2 separate regions of the Ovis aries genome follow, and region 1 is linked to region 2. A link is a contact called in public Hi-C data. All regions are on one chromosome and are shown on one strand. Each heading gives the region's core, a stretch centred on a gene start, on an enhancer-like site or on the middle of the called end of the contact. The rest is flanking DNA. Distances are from core to core; before and after follow the strand shown.

Region 1 (2,855 bases), core at 325-2,824, 130 kb after region 2:
AGGCCCGGGTAGGCGGCGGCGGCGGTGGGGAATAGGATCTGCCAAACGCCGGGGCGCAAAGTTTTGCGCCACCTGAAGGAGGCGGCGAGAGACGCCGCGGCTGGAGCGGTTGCGCTCGGCCCCCTCCCGCTCCCGGGCCCCTAGCGCCGCGCCCGTTCCCACTCGCGCGCCCTCGTCTCGCTGTTTCCCCTGCCGGCGCCGCCGCCCCTCCCAGCCTCCCTTCTCCGCCTCCCGCATCCCTACCCCCAGCGCAACCCCCTTCTTTCCTTTGCGGGCTTTCCTTCTCTCTCCGGCTGGGGTGGCGAGCTCAGCTTCGAGCCTTTAGCCCTTCTCCACCCCCCCCCCCCCCACCCCCGACCCTCATAAATAAAAGGAGAGTGTTAAATAATAACAGAGACGTCTCCCTTCAACACTCAATACGGCGACGTAACTGCGCCAGAGACCCTGCTACGATTCCGCGCCCGTAGCCGGGCGTCTTCTCCCTCACCAGCCGAGGGTAGCAGCTGTTCTCGAAAAGCCCGGTGCCTCGCTCCTGGCCGTCCTCCGCATCTCAGGGGGCGTAGGGACACCCGCGCGGGGACCCCGGAGGCGGCCGGGGAGCCAAGGCTAGGTGCAGAGATTTTGCCCTCATCCCCCCCCACCGCCGAGTCAATAATTCCAGGAGACTCGGACACATCTTTGCCCCAGCTTCCTTTTCCCCGTCCCCGCGCCTTCCCAACACCGAATCCTAACCTCTCTGTAGACCAAAATCTTTAATTTTACTATCCTTTAAAAAAAAAGTCAAAGGCCAACTTCTAAAAGGAGCCGGGAGCGTTGGAGACGCCGAGGGGGTCGGCGGGCGGGACGCGCCGCAGTGTCTGTCTCTGGCTGTCAGAAATGCAGTAAGCCGAAATTTAAATGCCCTTTTCCAGACAGGAAAAAGTCAGCGGCTGCGGAGCTCTCTTCGCTCAAACATGCAATGTGTAATTCTTACTCCAAGGAGTTCAGGATGTAAAGGGTTTTCTGTCAACCGCGAAGCATACCCTTCTTCTCCCCGACAAAAGGCAAAAAAGCAATTAATGCAATAAAGCATGAATGTCCACCCGGCCGGGGTCAGCGTCCATCTAAGGCGAGCAAAAACCTCTAAAGGCTACTTTCAGAAAACGCACCCCCGGTTTCCCTCTGCCTTCCTCTCTCTTCCCATCTTGACAAGTCACTGTACCCCGACCCAGTTCTGGTTCCTCTCCACCCCACCCCGACCAGCCACAACTACTCTGAGAAAAGTGTCAATAGCGCAGGAATGGGAGAAAAGACACTCGATTCGGGCGTTCTGCTCATCGCGGCGTTAAGGCGGTAGCAAAAATAAATGAAAAAGGCCAATAGGTCCGGGTGCTCACCCGTATTTCCACTATCCGAAGGAAATCTAGCGTCCAAAAAGCGGCGAGGAGCGCCTTTCAGAGGCGCGGGTCGTGGGCTGCGGCGAGGGAAAGTGTCTCCCCAAAAAGGCAGAAGAGCTTCTCTGCGTCCGGGGAGTCTTGGTGTCGCTCGGGTGTTGTAAGTTCCAGTGGGCAAAGTTTCGCGGATGCGGCGCGGGTGGCGGACCGCTAGCAGGGGTCCGCGGGGAGGGTGGGGTGGGGGCCGGCCTGGCTGGAGGCGCAGAAGCCCCCCTTTGACTCCGGATCTCCCTTCCCCGGGCGCCCGGAGCGCGACTCCGCTCGCTAGGCTGGCTCGGCTCTTCCACCCTGGAGGGCCCGCCCGCTCGCTCCCTCTGCCTCTCGCTGGAATTACTACAGCGAGTCAGATAAAGCCCAGAAAAAACTGGCTTTTATACGAGAAGGTAAGGCCCCTCCTCTGTTCTTTTTCCCGCCAAGCCTCAGAGTAGCCCTGCCCTTCCAGGCAGTGGTGGAGCCAGGCGGCGGCCGCGGCGAGCCAGCCGCAGCGGTAGCCGCGAGATGCGCAGCCCGGGGGTCCTCCGCAGCGGAGACCCTCGCCTATAAAGGGCTGGTGGGCGGGGACTCACCAGAGAGGATCTTTGTCTCCCCCGCCCTCTGCTTTGGGAACCCGGGAGGGGCGCTGGTGGGGAGGGAGGGCGGGAGGGGAGGAGATTCAGCTCTTTGAGCCTGGCACTCCAGTGCGCCGAGCTCTCGGATGTAAACACGGTCAGAGCGCCGCATGAATTAACTGCGCGCGCCTACCATTTTCTTTTGCTCCCGCTCAAACCGTCTCTCTGCTGCTTGGTTCCTGTGGAGCAGCGCTGTGTTGGACAAACCGCATACTTGTCCTGTGTTCTTAAATCATCTGGGGGCAGAACCGCTCATCCCTAGATGCTGAGAATACACCGTGTACCCACGGCTGCGCCATGCACGTCCCGGGTGGACAGGCCGGGAAGGGGCAGCCTTTGGAAAATAACTCCTACGAAGAGAGGAGGAAAGAAGGGGTATTGATGGGCGTGCGCTCTGAGTGTGTGTGTGCTGGGGGGTTAAGTGTCGATGGGATACATGATCAAAGGTATGGGGAAGAAAAATGGTGCCTGGAATTACTAAAATAATTCAGCAACGCGCTGCCACGTATACTTGGAGAGCGCGGTATGAATAAACACCCATTGCATTTGTTGGGGGTGTTATGCATTCTGGGTGTGCGCAGCTTTCTCGACTGCGCACCTTCCACCCACAATGAATCCCCCGATTGCTGCCAAAGTCGCAGAGGACCCCCACTCCTGGCTCTGCCCGCGCAGACCTACACGGATCTCCGTGGGGGCCAGCGTTCCTCCTGCCCCTCCCCCCACCCAGTACGCGCTAATCCCTGAGATCTTTCTGCGGGTTCCAGAGCTGGAATAAGGGAGGAGCGCGCCTGCGGGTGCGCGCCGCGGGGGACCA
Region 2 (2,711 bases), core at 203-2,702:
TTAACAAATGGCGATTACTTGGACATCCTTGCCCACGGCGTGCAGCAACCCTGCAGACGTGGGGCATCTACTCGGAGCAGCCAGAGGGGAGGGGGAGTGGGCACCTCACTTCTCGCTGCGACCGTTCTGTGCCTTCGGGTGCCTGAGCCCCGCCACCCCCTCCTGGGAGGAGCCTGAGATAACCCCAGACCACCACAATGGGGTTGTACTAGGGAGTCACTGATAAAAGGAGAAAAAAGCAGGGCTGCAGGCCGTGTGATAAACGAGGGCGCCTGTTCTGCAGTGGGAGGCTGGGGGGAGATGGCAGGAGAGATGCGAGGGGGTGTGATGGTGGAAGCGGAGGGCCAGGATTGTGCCCTGGTGTCCACACTCACCTCGCATCCCCAGGGCAGCTCTGATGGCCACTGCAAGACCAGCCAAACCTCCAAGTCCCCCCAGGCCCTCAAGAGCCCCCTCCCGGGGTGACTCCTCCCCCTGCCCTGCTTAGCCATGGACAGCAGTGAACAGAGCACCTGTCAGGCTGTGTTGTCAATTCCTCCCAGCAGACCTCCGGGGCTGCACTGAGTTCCCATCACACCTAATCCCAGGGGACCAAGAGCCTCCTCCCTGGGGGTGCACAGAGTTCATACTTATAGTCTGTCTCTCCAGATGACAAAAAGGACCTAGGGACCCTAAGAGTATTCCATTGCAGGCAGTGCCACACACACACACACACACACACACACACACACACACACACACCCTCCTCCTCTGCCTTCTGTTGGATAAATAACCTTGGGCAAAGTTCTCAGCTGTGAACTGGGCATACCACTGCCTATCCAGTGGAACTATTGGGCTAGTTAAGTTCTACAGATGCTCAAAAACCGTGTCTTCCTTCTGTCTGTCCTTTTCACAGAAGCTGAAAGAAAAGCACCGACTCAGATCTGATCTGATCAATTCCGATGCACTGAATAAGGGGCCCGCTGTGTGTTTAGCTGTGAGCAAGGCACACATGTCTCTCAACCTCGGACGACTTCCTAGGATGGGAGGATGACAAGAAATCAAACACCTTGCATAGATGGATATAATATTTCGACACAGGGAGGAGCTGTGGGCTGGGACAGTGGGCAGTAACCAGAGGGACGTCATTTCCACAAGAAGGTCAGGGAAACTTGAGAAGTGCCGCGGGCGTGAGCAGAACCGGGAACCCAACCAAAACGGAACCCCAGGCCCCGCCCCACGTCTTCCCGGCAGGCAAGTGCCAGGCGGCCCCGGGTGACCTGAGCGCATGGGACACTGGCTGTTAGAGATGCCACTCTCCTCTGGGCAGCCCAACACTAAGGCAACATCCCTCAGTCATCAGCGTCACAGCTGCAGAACCACCAGAACCCTCTGTCGCCTGGTCCACCTCCCTCATACAGACACAAGACTCCCTTCCCTCGCCTACTGCCAGCCGGGCACTCAGCCCTCCTCAGCTCTGGGGACTGGGACCTTTGATCAACTGTCTACGCCAGCCAGCAGCGCCTGGTTCAAAGGCCAAGACAGCACCCCCGGCTCTGCTCAGAAAGATTTCCAAGGCCCAAGCAACAAGCTCCCTCCAACCAGGAGCAACACTCCCATCGCAGGCCGGGCGTCAGCTGTGTGCTGGGCACGATGCTGGCTGGCCGCACACACACAAGTGTTCTGGGATCCTCAACACCGATCCTATGAAGGACGATGATACGTCACCCCCACTGAGGAGAGGGGAGCAAGGAACCCAGCAGTCACTTTGTCCCCAACTCACTAGGTGGATGTGGGTTACAGATTTCAGCCCAGGATCCTCTGGCTCCAAGGCACCCAGCTGACACGTGGTTCTTGGTTTCCGGCTAGAGCCGTTTGCATGATGGTGACCTCTCCCACCAGCCAGGGCAGCAGCAACGGAAGCCCAGGTGGGTGCTGGACCGAACACATGGAAGATACCTGTACAAGGAGGAGGTGGGTCTTACGTTTCAGAGGCAGCCCCCAGGGGAGCTGGCAGAGCTCCAAGTTCCCGTCAGTGAGAAAGGCAGGAAGCATCGGTCCTCTGTCTCCCATCTTCATCCAGGCTGTAGGAATCCACGAGGTGCTCAGCCAGGGCCCTCCTAAAACCGCCATGAGCATCCAGAAATGTGGCTGGTGTGTGTCTCTGGAGAGCCTGCCTCCACCAGCATCAGTCCCCGTGAAGGCGGCTGAGAATCGCTATACATCCACAAGACTCAGTTCAATTCGGTCGCTCAGTCGTGTCCTACTCTTTGCAACCCCATGGACTGCAGCACACCAGGCCTCCTTGTCCATCACCAACTCCTGGAGTTTACCCACAAGACTCAGAAGACCCTTAAAGGAAGCTCCTTGCAGCTGACAGGTGCAACCATCATGAGGGACCTTCTTTTTAATTCCTTTCTGGTCAAAAGATCAGGCCTGGGGATGAGACGGAGAAAAACCAATCTTGTTACAATCATGGACCCAGAGCAGCAATTGTTCTTCCTTCCTTGTATTTGACCTAATAGAGCGAGAGGAGGGGCTTCCTTGGTGGCTCAGACAGTAAAGAATCTGCCTGCAGGGTTCGATCCCTGGGTTGGGAAGATCCCCTGGCAAAGGGAATGGCAATCCCCTGTGATATTCTTGCCTGGAGAATCCCCTGGACAAAGGAGCCTGACGAGCTACAGCCCACTGGGTCACAAAGAGCCACACACGACTGAGCAACTAACACAGAG

The links. A called contact is a pair of places that touch in the nucleus more often than the background predicts.
Region 1: a contact with region 2 is called in a Hi-C map of liver, with 4 times the contacts expected there. The contact joins the promoter of MYC here to the enhancer-like site in region 2. A contact is called at or near these places in 5 of 16 Hi-C or Micro-C datasets (liver, muscle, retroperitoneal adipose tissue and 1 more).

Annotation. Positions count from the first base shown.
Region 1 is chr9:25,736,962-25,739,816 of ARS-UI_Ramb_v3.0, forward strand. It overlaps MYC (MYC proto-oncogene, bHLH transcription factor), which reads right to left and starts at 1,575. Exons shown (of 3, transcript NM_001009426.1): 1 at 1,377-1,575. It overlaps LOC132657163 (a long non-coding RNA gene), which reads left to right and starts at 1,890. Exons shown (of 2, transcript XR_009594937.1): 1 at 1,890-2,855.
Region 2 is chr9:25,611,364-25,614,074 of ARS-UI_Ramb_v3.0, forward strand. No RefSeq gene overlaps it. Among named protein-coding and RNA genes, the nearest start is that of MYC, 130 kb to the right of the region's middle. Within about 2 kb of position 1,453, at least 4 of the 54 cell types and tissues checked have an H3K27ac peak or open chromatin away from gene starts, as enhancers often do. A contact at or near this core is called in liver and tail adipose tissue, where this site is marked.